Regions from separate parts of the Sus scrofa genome. Here region 1 is linked to region 2. The links are chromatin contacts, called in public promoter capture Hi-C maps. All regions are on one chromosome and are shown on one strand. Each heading gives the region's core, a stretch centred on a gene start, on an enhancer-like site or on the middle of the called end of the contact. The rest is flanking DNA. Distances are from core to core; before and after follow the strand shown.

Region 1 (7,548 bases), core at 3,586-6,085, 1.9 Mb before region 2:
CTGACCCCTAAACTGGGAACTTCCATATGCTGCAAGTGAGGCCCTAAAAAAAAAAAAAAAAAAAAAAAAAAAAAAAAAAAAATCCTTCTGCTTATATTTTGGATTTATTTTTCTGATCAAGTTTAAAGGCAGGACACCAAGTTCTGTTTTCTTTCATACTGAGGGTGAGGAGTCTTTTTCAAACGTTGCTGTACCTGTGAGAACTGGATAATCACATGAGCCTTATGCTTAAATTATTTTTTTATAGAAGACAAACTGTGCCTATGGCACCAAATTAAGTTTTTACAGGTACATTTCTTGGAAATTGGGAATTTTTTTGGGGGGGGTGTCTTTTTGTCTTTTTTTTTTTAGGGGCGCACCTGCAGCATATAGAGGTCCCCAAGCTAGGAGTCCAATGGGAACTATAGGCGCTGGCCTATGCCAGAGCCACAGCAACCTGGGATCCAAGCCGCATCTGCGACCTACACCACAGCTCATGGCAACACCAGGATCCTTAACCCACTGAGCGAGGCCAGGGATCAAACCCACATCCTCACGGATCCTAGTCAGGTTCAATAACTGCTGAGCCATGATGGGAACTCCTCAATTGGGAATATTTTGATATAGTTTTGAAGCTACAGGTAGATATTCTCCTTTAAAAAAATACTGTCACAAATATGTATTGATCCCCTGGCTTCAGAAAAAAAATACTCATCATATAGAAGTTCAGAATATAATTTTCAAGAAAAAAATCCTTTTCTTACTTATGGGGTCACATTCAACATTTCACTGAGAACAAAATAGAGCAGCCATTGAATTTAGATTACATTCCCAGGGACTGTTATAAAATGGACTAGTTAGTTTGACTACATCCCACTTACTTGGTATAATTCTTAATACTGGAGTGAGGAAAAATGAATTACAGAGAGGTTTTCACAGATGGTAAAAAAATGCCTGTAGAAAAAAAACATGACAGAAGTCATTTAAGCAAAAATGCAGTTCATTTCTGAGATTCCAGAGTACAATGGTACCAGATCTTAGTCAACTAGAAAGTTGTACAATATTCTTTTGAACATACTGTATTAATTACTAAAACATATATACTGATAAATGTTACTGTAATATATGTAATACGTATCACATTTCTTTGAAATGAATTTACCTTCTAAAGCTCTAGCTGAATCTTAACACCAAAATAGCAATATATATCTTATTAATTTATTCAGCCAAAATGAAAGCTAACATAATGAAAGCAAACACCAAATTACAGACTTTAGGAGTTCCTGTCGTGGCTCAGCAATTAATGAACCTGACTAGTACCCGTGAGGATGCAGGTTAGATCCCTGGCCTTGCTCAGTGGGTTAAGGATCTGGCGTTGCCGTGAACTGTAGTGTAGGTCGCAGACGAAGCTCGGATACCAGCTGTAGGCCAGCGACTATAGCTCCAATTCCACCCCTAGCCTGGGGACTGCCATATGCCTCAGGTGTGGCCCTAAAAAGACAAAAGACAAAACAAAAACAACCCCCCAACCCAAAAACAAATTACAGGCTTTAAACTGTTTAAATCCTCATAGATTATTTAACAGAATAATAACAATCATGTATTGAGCACAATTAGGTACCATGCTGTGTATATACTTTATTTAATCCTGTAATTTGCAAAATCCACAACTCTCTCTCAAAATTGCTATTATATACCCTTTGTTACCCAATGAGGAAACTGAAGACTAAACTTACATCAGGGGAATACTTAATAAGTGACAGAATTGGGATTTGAATAAAGACCTAACCAACTTTGAGGTCCATGCTTTCAATCCCTTTATTTTAGTTGTGGAAATAAATAGGGAGATAAAGTGATCAAGTTACAGATAGGTGTCAGAATCAGACACCACCTCCGTTTCAGATTAATGCTCTTTCCACAGCAGCAATGGGAAAGTAAGGAACATCAGAAAAAGAAATGCATTGTGAAGTTTTCTCTACCAGGTTTATAAGCTGCTTTTCTTATCACTAAGGTGAAATATGTACATAGCAGGTACAACTTGGCATCATTACTAAAACCAAGATCATCTCATTTCTAGTGGAAAGGAACCTGAGGTACACATACTATTTTTGCTGCTTCACTAAATTCTAGGTATGTCAGCACTACACGTGATATGCTCATACACTTAAGAGTGCTGTTGAGTTTATTGTGCATTTTCCTTATTTGATCTTTTTTTTAGGGGTGCGCCCAAGGAATATGGAAGTTCTCAGGCTAGGGGTCGAATCAGAGCTGCAGCTGCCAGCTTATGCAACAGCCACAGGCACACCAGATCCAGGCCACGTCTGTGACCTACACCCCAGCTTACGGCGAATCTGTGAACCTGAATCCTTAACCCACTGAACGGGGCCAGGAATCGAACTTGCATCTTTGTGGACACTAGTTGGGTTTGTTACTGCTGAGCCATAATGGGAACTCATCCTTATGTGATCTTCACAACAATCCTATGAAGAAGGGCTACTATCAAACCTACCCCAATTTTGCTGATAAGGAAACAAACTCAGTGAAAGTCAAGTCAACTAAGTAGCAGAACCAGCAATGAAAAAACAAGTCTTCTGACTCCCAGGTTTTGAACAACTAACTGCGTACATCTTCTTTGCTAATCACTGCTCCTAGCAAGTCACGTCCTGCTTACAGTTCTTACACAGCCACCAACTGGGAGGAGGAGAATGGAATCACCCAAAGAAGCTGACAACCATGATATTTACAGAAATGGTATCAATTTATATATAATGCCTCACCTAACAACACAAACAGCATTTCTTGAGCCCACTCCCATTAACTGCATTTTAAAAAAATCAAAAAATAAAGCTGTTTTCAAATTTATGCAATAAATCAAAATCTCAAGACTTATTCCTAATGCCTCTTTTGCACACTTCCAGAATTTAAAAAGCTTTATACTTCATGTTCTAAATATTCTACAAGCATCAGAGAGAACACTGAAAACTGTCAGCCAAGCATGCGAAACACTTCAAACTCTTTCAAAAAAGCAAGAAAAGGAAACCAAGAATGGCATTAAAATTAATGTTGCAAGTTGGTATGGATTCAGACTGTCAGGTGAAAGGAATAGGATCACCATGATCACGAAATGTTTGACTCCTATTTCCGGCTGACCTCCTTTAAGCCAGATGGTAAAATGCTTGCTCAAAACCAAAAATCCTTCATCTCAGCAAATGTGTTTAGGTGCCTTTGATATGTATGACTGCCCAGATAAAGAAGTTTGGCTTTTCACTTAAGATGTCATGTAAACATTTGCTCACTTCTCCTTCTTTCATTGGGAAGATTCTGAATATACTTTTCATTCAAGTCCCACCTTACTCACTTCAAAACAACAGGTGTAATATATGTCACTGAAGTAAAATTAATCAAATCCTTAGGATGTATTCATCCAGAAAAACCACTGTTAACACTTTGTGTAGATGTCAAGACATTTTCTCATGTTACAGTATTCATATATATTTTACATTTACAAAAGGAGACCATGCCATCCAAAACATTCATTTTTTTAAAAAGTAACTTACAAAACACTTGTCAGCATCTTTCCATCTGTCATTTTTTTTCAACAATAAGAACGTCTGCATACAAAACACACTACAGATAACAGGCAGTCACCACTTAAATAGTTCAACCTTTCTGAAGCCTTTCGTGCAATGTAAATATTCTCTTCCTATTTGGTATAAACATAAGACAAGCATTTACAATAAAAAAAAAACCCTACAGATTTACCCTAAAGAGTTTTAAAAGCATGTTCTTTTCTACCCTCATTTTGAAACAAGCATATATTTTCCAGATTTTTAAAAGAAATGAAAATAAAAAAAATGCGACAGGAAAACTTGAACTAGTGCCCGCTATATATCCAACTTAGTGTCCGTTCTTGCTTTTCTCTTTGCTAAGAAATAACCTGCTTCAAATAACTCGTGTCCCTAGGTTGTACTGAAAAACAAAACCAAAAGGGGTTATAGGCACCCTAACAAGTGGCTTAGACTACTGGCTGGAGACGTAGAGCCGGGACCTTCGCCTGAAGGTTGCGGTTCTCCGTGCGTGCACAGGATGCGCCGCCGGAGGGTCAAGATGCCACCCAGCAAGGCCTGAGGGCCAGCGTGGCGTTTGGGGCCAGACGCCCGGAGGGGCCGCGCAAGAACCACCGGGACGCAGCCGTCTCCATCTCCGCGCCACGCACCCGCCCCACCGCAGCCCGGCGACTAGCGGGGCTTCCCAAGCCCCGACCCCAAAGTCAGCGTTCAGAAAAAAGCCGCGGGGGGCAGAGGCAGTCTTCGCAGGGGGTGGAACTGCCTTCGGAATGGGGGAGGGGAGCGCCATCCCGCCAGAAAACGAAAGCAGGATTTCAGTTTAAAAGACGCCATCCGGTCTTCCCTGCTCTCTCCCGCAGGAAGCTGCACCCGATCGGCCCGCTCCGCCCTCACACTCACCAGTGCCCTAGGCCCGCCTAGCCATCCCAGGCGCAGCTCCGAGGCGGCGGCAGCCCAGGCGCCCGAGGGCGGGCGGAGAGGCCGCGCGGCCCTGCCCGCGGGCAGCGCCGCTCCGGCCCTCGCGCTCCCGGGCGCTCAGCGGGGCTGGCCCCACTCCCTCCCCGCGCGCCCTACGCCCAGCCCGCTAGGCCCCGGGCCTAGCTCAGAGGCCGCACTCACCGCCTCGCTCCGCGCCTGCGCCGCACACCTCCCAGGTCCGCAGAGAGGGAGGGGAGGTGACTAGGTGAGAGTCAGGGCCGGGGATCCGGCGGCGTGGCTGCAGTACATAACCGGCCTGGGAGGGACCACCGGCCTCCAGCCCCAGGGGTGGCCCGGCGGCCCGCGCCCCCTGCAGGCACCTCCGCGCCTCTGCACGTCCCTTCTGGGCGAGGGACCGCCCCTCCCGAAACAGGCGAGTGATTCCACCCTCTACAATTGCTCCCCGCCGCCCTGCCGAAGGAACTTAGGCCAGTTTGCCACCAGCCCTCCCTCCCTTCCGGAAGAAGTGGGAGAAGCTAAGCGCGCCAGCCGCCCTTTTCCCACCCAGCTCCTCCAGGGGACGTGCGAGAAAGGTCTTGCTCGGGTTAGGCAATGCGTGGGGCCGCCGCCTGTTGGGGACGAAAAGGGCAGCTGTCCACGGAACTAGAGGGTGAAACTCTTAAAAGATAGAGAGTCATTGTTAGGCTTTAGCGGGATTCCCTGACAAAAAATCTTGGTGGAATGAATGTGAAATTATAGTGGACTGGATTAAACTCCTTTTCCGACCTTGGGTTTCTAGGAGCAGATGTAGAGAGGATTAAATTAAGCATAAATAAACTTGTGAACGGGGTGTGGTCACATGTTTAATTTTTTTTGACAAGGAGTTGAGGTTAGCTCCAATTCGCAATTGGTAAAGTGAGTTTGTGAGGGTAAGAGACTAGGTTTTATTCATTTTTGTAGCTTCTGTACCGGTTCAGATAATTAAGTGAATGATGAAGCCCATAGGCATTATTGTGTGCCCAAGGTCAATCTGTCTTTTTATCCGCTCATCCACTGTGCTTTTTCTGACTACCACATATTAACCAAGCAGCCACCGTAACGAAATAATCATAGATCTCACTGATCCCTTCAACTATCTCCCAGGATATAAAGCCATACTTGAAAGAGACCAGTTTGGGATACTTAATTTTTACTGTCTCATAACTTTCATGTGTGTGCTCAGCCCAAATAAACGAATATTTACGAATGCTGGCATGGCCCGAACCAAAGACGAAGAGATTTAGAGGCATCTTTTAATCCTAGTATAGTTTATATCCGGCACGGAATTGCCAAGTTTGTGGAATTTGTAAAGAACCTTGTGTATCCTTCCCTCCTCTGAGGTAGTCAGGCTCTCTTCATCTGCTGAGGTGATAGCCACAAGGGGGCGTTAGGGAGCCATTTTTTAAGGCTTTGCCAGCAGTGGTGAAAACCATGCGCGGATCTTGGGAAGGAGATCATTTTGCCTGCCAGCGCCAATGCCTTCGTTTAACTACCGTCGTGCTCTGGCTGCATGGGACTTTTGATTTGTGCTGGCAGCTGGACATCAGCTCTTGGTTGGCTAAGCCGACTCTTCTGAGAACCAACTAGTAGAAAAGGTACACCTCAACTAAATTTAGCTTTTATTTCTTTCACCTCTCCTCCATCTGAAACAATATTGTAATTTATCACCGGTTTGGAGTAGGGTTTTTTTTTTGGTTTTTTTTGGCTTTTTAAGAGACATTATCCAGTGAAATATTACTGTAACTCCTGAAGTGAACCTGTGTTAAATAAATTACTGGCGAAGACAGTCTCAATTTCTGAGCATAATTTGCCAAAAGTCAAAACACTTGTTTTTTATGAACTTGAATATTTACTCCATTCTTGACTATTTGTATTTCTTTTGTGAATTTTGAGTTTATATCCTTTGCTCATTTTTTTTCCCCAGGCTGTTTATCCTTATTTAAAAAATGAGGTTTTTAGCGTTTTATCTGAGATATATGTTGTATATATTTCTTTCCAGTTTGTTGTTTCTAATTTTTAATTTTGTTAATGGCTTAAACATTTAAAATTGTCGTGCAATCAAGTCTATTAATCTTTTCCTTTACAGGTTCTGTTGTTGGCCTTATGCCGAAATAATCTTTTATTCTACCCAATATCTAGTTGCATTTTTTTACTTTTACTTTTTAGTTGATCTGTAATTTGTTTTGGGATATAAGATGACTTTTTCTCTCTATCATAGTCTTTTTTCTTATTTCTCTCCATCTTGTATAACAGCCTGAAATTAAAATTGTGAGAATAAAATTGCTTCATCTGATGCTCAAATAACCTCGTAAGGCATTCATTTGCAAGCTTTAACTGCACCAGATTGACTGAGAGGTGATTGTTAAAATATAAAGGTCTGTGCTCTATCTCCGGAGTTTGTCATTGGATAAGTCTGGGGTGGAACTGGAGCAGCGGTATTTCTAACAAGTTCTCAGGTGATGCTGATGTTGCTGGCTCAGGATCACAGTTTTAAGAACCACAAGCTTAAGGCTTTCCCCACCGACCTCATATTGGCCAAACAGTACAATACTTCTCCACATTCTACAGATAGCTCTGGCTCTTTCTCATCTGTGTTTCAGCATAATTTCTTACACCTGCAATCCCATTCCTTTGTTTCTATCCTAAGATCAAGCTGACACTTTATCTCTTCTATGAAATCTTTGGTTTTCCTTAGCATAGATCTTGATCACTCTTCAGAGATTTTGCAGTATTTAGTGCCTTGGTCTACTTATTATCAAAGATGCGTTTATTGTGGAGATAGATAGTTAAGCTTTAAGCTTCAAGTCCCCTCAATTGCATGAACCTCTCCTAAGATAAGGTACTTAATTTTGTATTCATAATTTCATTTTTCCTAAATTGGTCTCTTCAATTTGCATAAAATTATGTTCTCACAAAATTGGGCTCCACCCCCTGTTTATCATATTGTCTTTACACAGACATTGAAATCTGGTTTTATTCTAGTCTGTTCCAACTCCCTGCTTAGCACAGTGTCTTGCATAGGCCTCAATAAAATATTCATTGCATG
Region 2 (7,298 bases), core at 227-2,726:
AACTTTTTTTTTAAGTATGAAAATTTAGGTCTCTGATACTGAGAGAAAAAGACTATTGCTTTAAAATAATGACTACACCAATTTCCAAATATTGTGATTAAAGTACGAAAACAGAACACCTCACCTAAAAAGGCTGTGAAAATGTTATTTTACTTTAAAGACAGGAATAACCGAAAGTAACAATAAAAAGGTTTCTTCTAGGCCTAATCTTAAGAGTAAGCTGCTTGTTATACACTAGGCTCATACAAAGGTCTTAGAAGACCCCAAGCCCTGATTTTGAGGACTTTAGAAAGATAAACGCATTTGTTTAAAAAAAAAAATGTGGCTTGCTTCCCTTTTTTTAAATAACCCCTTGCATTCCCTTTCTCATATTGTCACATCATCACTCATCTAAGTTACACTGTATAAACCGCCTTGATATGCTACACACATGCAAAAGTACACAAAGTGGATAAACTTGTACTGCCGATGCTGCCTTAGAAGTATGTATTTAGTAAACATTTAGTTACATTATTTTATTTTTGTGAAAAGCGAATTGATCGACCAAACCTTTCAAACAGACCCACCAGACGATAAATACCACCATATGTTTAATTCACTGTACATTTGGGCATAAACACTTCAATTACAGCTTTGTGTTTAGTATCAAAACCCTTTTCTTGTGTGCGTGTTTTCTGTACAGTTCCTGTGCTCTGGATTACATTTTGAGAATCGCTTATTACAGATAAAGCACCTTTCCAGGTACGCTTCCGAGAAACATATGTATTTATGCACACAAAGGTGCGTGCAGATCTTCTCACAAACACATGTCCATATGATGCCTGCGCCGTACTCTCCGCACACGCTCCCTGCGTGCGTTATGGCCCACCTGCCGCACCGCGCCGTCCGGGTGCCCGGGGGCCACGCCGGCCTACCCAGGAAAGTTTACCAGCAATGCCCCCCTCGCGACGGCGCGAGCATCCCCGCCCCCACAGGGCCTTGAGCCGCGCGGCCAACACCCAGGCCTCTCCGCACCCGGCCGCGCGCCGCGGTGGGGGCGGGGCGGTCCGGGCCCGGTGGCGCCTCGGGGCGCCTGCGGGTCTTTCTTTCTTTTTAAAAGGCTGCGCCGAACCCGCCCAGCCCCCCCAGCGCCACCGCCCCGGGCGGGCGGGGAGAGGAGCGGGGCCAGCAGAGGCCCCCCTAGCCGCGCCGCCACCGCCTCCCCGCGTCCGCGGCGCCCCTCCCCCGCCGGCCCCTCCCCGCGCGCCCGCCCGGCGCAGGCCGCTCGGGTTTGTTTTGCTGCGCGGCCGCCGCCGCCGCCGCCGCCGCCGCCGCCGCGGGCCTCGCGAGCTCATTTGTGCCTGGCTGGTCCCCATTCCTCTCTCCCCAGTGTTGAGTGTCTGAGCCGTTGGCTGCTCCGAACCGTTTGGCTCTTTCCCTTAGTAACAGCTTTTACCTTCTGCCTCAATTCCTCTCCCCGCTCGCGCCCTTCCCCCGCGCGCCGCCTCCCCCCGCCGCCGGCCGCGTGCGCCCCCGCCCCTCCCCCCGCGGCGGGAGCACCTCCGCTCGCCACCTGGGGACCCGCGCCGCGCTCCCCGCCCCCGCCCGCCCGGCGCCCATCCCCCGCGCCCTCCGCTTGCCGGGGTTATAATTGCCTCTCACCCCCCGGAGGGGTTATTTTGGGGGTGGTTGGAGGCGGCGGCGGCGGCGACGAGGGGAATTTCCTTGTGCCTCCATTCCCGGGAGGGGGGAGCGCGTCGGAGGCCACCGTTTCCAGGTAAGCGCCGGGGGCCGGACCCCGGGGTGGGGGCTGCGGGCCGGGGCGGGGGGCGCGGGCGGAGGTAGTTCGGGGGCGCCGGCCGGCGGGGGGATGGGCTCAAGTGGAACGTGCATTTTCAACTTGGCCCTTCGGGGAGCTGGGGGTTTGGTGGGGGAGGGAGAGAAAGGAAAGGCATTTAGGGTGCCCCATCCCCCCTTTTAGCTCTCTCAGGCTTCTTTGAAATGCTCACGTGCCTGCCCACCCCCTACCCTTTCCTGGTCCCGGGGGATCCTCACCCTTATTATGCTGTTGTCCCCGAAAATGTGCACCTCGGCCTTCTCCCCATCTTCCACCCTTCATCCGTTTACACCCCCTTTGTGTGTGAGTGTGTGTGTGTGTGTGTGTGTGTGTGTGTGTGTGTTGTATAGGGGGAGGCTTTCAGGAAGGAATGTGCAGCAAATTGAATCAAGGAGCCATCATGAGGCCGACTCCTTTATAGCCTATTTTTAGCAGGGGAGAGGGATCTCTACTGTGCGTGTTATTTTGTTAAACCTTAGGCAGCAATGGAAATCCGCTCCCCTCCCCCGGCGCGGCCCGGGCCCAGGCGCGGCGACCCCGGCCGGCGTGCGGGGGGCTGCGGGTGGCTGTTAGGGCCGTGCGTCCCGGGCGGGGGCGCGGGCGGGGGAGGGGCGCGCGGCGGCGGGGCCGCACTCCTGGACGTGTTTGTTTGTAACTTAGTGCTTTTTATCGTCTGGAGAAGATATTTGATAGAGCCACTTTGAAGTTGGGTTCAGAAGTGTAGAATTGGCAAAGTTATTGCCAGCTTCCTGGTAAGTTTTGGGTGGCTCAGAGTCACATTATTTTCTGACAGTGTAAAGGCCACGTTGTGAGGGTGGTTTCTTGGTAACTTCCTCTTTGCAACCGATGTCATTTTTTGAACAGAAACAGACTTTTATTTAAGTGAAATATTAATCTGAAATGGCAGTTCAAGGGAAGCCATGCATGTGTTAACGTGTTCAGTATTTTTGGAAGTTCCTAATTTGCTCAAACAGGCATCACTTTGCAGTGGCAACCGAGAATAAATTTAGGTTTGTGAAAATGGTGTTTCACGTGAAATTTTGGTTGTAATGGCTCTTAAAAAACCCTCCCGTTTTTAGGTTATCTAATAACATTGTCGAAAATAATTTGGTGATTAAAATTTACAAAAGTGTTGGAACCTAGTTTAAAACTTGCTCTTTCTCAGTGTCCGGAGTTTACTTAAAACCGTGTACTGTGCAGGCACCAAGGTGAAGAGTTTTAGTACATATGTGATTTTACAGTTGACTGAGGGAAGTTGACTATTGGCTTTCTTGTTTTCCAAACAAGACCCTTATGCTAATCTAAACAAGCTTGTTAATAAAATATGGTGGGTGAAATGATGGGTTATTTTTAGTCGGAATGGTTTGATTTCCCCTCCCCCATATAATCACCCCCCCTTCCCCCGTTTTTCTTAAAGACTCCTTTATCGGATATAAGGCCCTGGTGGTGTTTTCATTTACTTACCTAAAGAAATTGTAATATATATCTTGGTTACACATTGGAAGTACAATGGGTGACTTTTTTGTTTTCCCAATGTGGTTTATTTTCATTTTTGTTAAATAAGATCCATGTTGCTTGGTGTATTTTTGTAATCTTGACTTACTGGGACTGTATGTTCTCACCATTTATAACAAGTTTATAGTCTAGGGAAATAGGGCAGCTTTGTCTCCATGAAAACAGTGTGTAGGGTTGTATCGTGGGAGTTCATGGCAAGCAAGTTTCGGAAATTATCATTGAGCACGTTCTAGAAATAGTTAGCATTTACCTGTGGAGGAGGGGCAGCAGAAGGAGAATAGGCCTGAGAGTGGTTAGGCTCGTGATTCCTGTTTATACTTTTTGCTCTTAAATCAGGTTTTTCTGCTTCTTTGGAATATGATGTTTTGTCCATTTCTGCTGTCATGTACTGTGTGATATATGTAATCATAACCATTAAGTCCATACATAGATAATTACTATTTTTTGCCATTTGAGTAGTTAAAATCAGACCTAGAGGACAAAATACTAAGCTGTGTGGGGGATGAAAATAGTATGCACATTGAAAAAAGTTTTTTTTTTTTTTTATTGTTAAGGAACTTAATTAAGGGACTTACTAATGGCATAAAAATTGTTTCATAGCTCATCACCAGTTTATGATTTTTCTTCCAGCATATATCAACTTTGGTTATTAATATGGGAGACACCCTTGGTAAATGGAATGGCCCCTTTTGAAGGTTGTATTTTTTAATTGGTTGCTTCAAAGAAGTGTTAAATATTTAATAACTTTTACGTATTCTCAACATCTCAATATCAAATTAAGATTTGTCATGATTACTGTGATACATTCCTACCAAGAGATCACTGCTTCCTCTGTACTGGGGGCCTATCAAGCAGATGGGGTAGAAGCTTAACACACAGGGGTTACTGGTAAATAGAAATATGACTGATGGACCTTTTGAATGGCAACCTGTTGAATGAATAATCGGTTTTTATATGGCAGTGAAATATAAGTACCACTTTATCAAATAAGTAGCTGACAGGACTCCTCCTCCAATTTACTCCAGCAATTATTACTACAAAGAATTTTTGACTTGATGCATTTTGATGAAGTTAGTATAAATAATTTGTTGGGTTTGTTCAGTTTCTGTGTTATTTATATAAAAAGAATTGAGAAGAATGTGACTAGTAAGGAAGTCAGAGGAGAGGACGGCAAAAATATTGGCACTGTCTGGGACTTTGTATTTTTCTAGTACATAGAATTTGACTCATTTCATAAATGACATTTAAAGTATAAGTCAATGAAATGCAAAAGAAGAAAGCAGCTAACATTGAGACAGTTATAAATATACATAGTATTGAAGGGCTAAGGACCCCCCCCCCGGGGGGGGGGTGCTGTGTAGTAGAGAAATGGTAGTTCACTGATTTGGAGACCACCATGGCCCTATCTCCTGCTCTATCACCAACAGATACTTGAAGTTAAAAAAGAGAACAGAACAGAACAACCTGTGAAGGAGGTCATGCTGGAGAGGTTTGCTATTCACTGCCTCTGGAAATGGACTCCCTAAGAGTACAATTAATTGCCATGTTAACAGAGTCCAAGGAAAGGATTCTGCTTCAGCTCAGCTGTAAGAAAGGTGTGAGGTGCTTTCTATGTCATTTTTACCTCAGGCTAATCCTATGAAGTGGGTAGTATTGGGCTCTTTTTGTGGATTATTGAAACAGCAAGGTGCAGGTAAGTTAATTCATTTGTCCAAGGCCACAAAATGATCAAAGGAGCACTAGGATTCAAACCTAGGTGTGTCTGAGCCGTAGTCCATGTTTTTAGATGACTGAACTGGGCCAAAATTTCTCAGCTGTTTTGTCAGTCTTGTCTACAGTTATCCTTGCAAAAACTAGTGTTTTTTATTCAAATTTATAATTTTGTAGTTAGGGTCTCTACCAACTGGGTCAAATGATTGCATGGATAAATGAAATTTATATATGGGGCTCAAATGGCATTGGCTTAACTCTAGAACTGCTTAATAAGATGCAATCTTCTGGTCAACTGCTGTATTTCCTACATTAAGATTGACAGCAGTGCTGTAGCCTTTCCACATACTGTCAGCAGAAATAAGATGTGGTTCCATACGTACAATTAAGGAAAAGCAAATAAAAGTTCCTGAAAACTTGTAGGAGAAAACTCATAAAAGTCTTCTTGTGCAGCGTATCGATTCTGTCAGGGGTTCTTGAAGAGAACTGCTTGGTTTCAAACTTGGGCTCTGTCCCTTACTAGTTTTGTCACTCAAGGGGAGTAACACCCGCTGTGTCTCAGTTTCCTGCTCTGTGTAAAGGGACAGTCAACTTCTAGAGTTGAGAGGAATAAGAGAACTGTGTATGTAAATTGCTGAGAACAGAAGCTGACAAACAAGCATCATGGAAATGTAAGTTTGGAATGTTGATAAATTGGGTTGAAATTTGCTTTTTTGTATTACATTTTGTTTGTTATTTAAGTAGGGGCATAGTGTCAAAGAAGGTATTTGGCAGTTTTATTTCCTGAATTCTTAGGCAAAATAGTTGATACATGATCAGCATAATTTATTTACTTTTGAAGTGGTGATTGAAGGCTTACTTGAAACATTAGATTGGATTTTAATACTAAGTGGGAACATTACCAAGTTGGTGTAAGTACAGTAGTGGGTCTTTTCTGTGCCTTTGTTGCTATTCTGTCACTTGAGCTTGGACTTTTAAAATCTGAACCATTTGAAACATTTTCGAACTCTTTAAATAAAGAGATTTTATTTTTCTAGGCTGGGTCTGGCAGTACTTAGGATTTGCTTTTTAAATTGGAGTGATTAAGTAGGTTATTGTTTTCTCCTTCCTCATCCTTTCATCTGTGTTCTTGTTCTATATTTTCAGCTGCTGTCAAGACAGTTTTGCTTGGAGGTTCTTTCTGTTCCTCAGATATCTGTGAGCCTTGTCTTATTTTTCCTTCCCTTTTTTTTTTTTTTTTTTACCATTCTTAATTCAGCAGTAATGTTAACTACTACTAGAGTTCACTGTGTCAGGCCCATGATTGAGTACTTGTGGCAGTCCGATTATCTGGTATTCTGATGAATGATGAGGAAACCAAAGCTCAGATAGTAAGGGGTGTAGGGATGGATTTAGGCCTAGTGTGTCTGCCTTCTAGGCCAGTGTTCTTAACTAGCAGTCTTTTCCCAGTGAGTGAAGGAAGGCATTAAGGACTCGTTTGAGTTTTCTGGGTTATTGCATTACTTTCTAGTAGATTGCCCTGAGCATCCTTTCTTCTCTAACTAGTAACAGTATAATTTATTTAAAATATTGGTTTCATCATGTTAGTTCCCCTGTCTGAGAACCCATAATGGCTTCCCTTTCCCAACTGGATGTAGCTATTATGCTTTAAATCTGGCTTTTAAGGCTCCATAATACCTATTCAACTTTATTTCCCACTCTTCTCCAACTGGGATTCTTGCCTGCCTATCAAATACTGTAGTTTTGCCACACTCATTACTCCTCTGCTTTTGCACATGCTGTTCCTTCCCTTTGTCCATTTTATAGCCTAGTTTCTATCCTACTTCTTTCATGAAGTTTTTCTGAACATCCTGACTCAGGATATTTCTTCTCTGAGATTCATTGCGTTTAATGAATGCACAGATTCTGTAATTATTTATTAAGTATACGTCACATTGTCTAAACTACATGTTAAGTTTCTTGAAGGAAAGGCCCATTTTCCTTAAAGTATTTCACAGAATTCTTAACTTTTATATTATACTATCTTTATGATAAAATGGATTGTTTCTTTGAGGGCTCATGCTAAAATGAGAGTAGTGACAGTCCTCTTTCACTCTTGATGTGGAAGAAGCTTCTTTTTGAATTAGGCCTTCAGAGTTTAGTTGTACTATAGCCACATTTAACTGTTTGAATTTCGATGCTGCCACTGTTGACAAGGACGGAAAAAAAATCTAGTCAACATTTAGAGTGAAGTGAAAATGCTTAGTTTTATCTTCTT

The links. Promoter capture Hi-C pulls out the DNA fragments that hold promoters and counts their contacts.
Region 1: a promoter capture Hi-C map of fetal liver shows a contact between it and region 2, with 4 times the contacts expected there. The contact joins the promoter of ZNF639 here to the promoter of TBL1XR1 in region 2. A contact is called at or near these places in 1 of 5 promoter capture datasets (fetal liver) and 1 of 2 datasets of contacts at active chromatin or transcription factors (alveolar macrophages).

What each region holds. Positions count from the first base shown.
Region 1 is chr13:117,367,829-117,375,376 of Sscrofa11.1, reverse strand. It overlaps ZNF639 (zinc finger protein 639), which reads right to left and starts at 4,835. Exons shown (of 7, transcript NM_001244656.1): 1 at 4,812-4,835; 2 at 4,665-4,747; 3 at 861-933. KCNMB3 (calcium-activated potassium channel subunit beta-3) reads left to right here and starts at 5,071. Exons shown (of 4, transcript XM_021069862.1): 1 at 5,071-6,097.
Region 2 is chr13:115,482,406-115,489,703 of Sscrofa11.1, reverse strand. It overlaps TBL1XR1 (F-box-like/WD repeat-containing protein TBL1XR1), which reads left to right and starts at 1,476. Exons shown (of 16, transcript XM_021071196.1): 1 at 1,476-1,756. It overlaps LOC106505748 (a long non-coding RNA gene), which reads right to left and starts at 2,142. Exons shown (of 8, transcript XR_002338112.1): 1 at 2,035-2,142.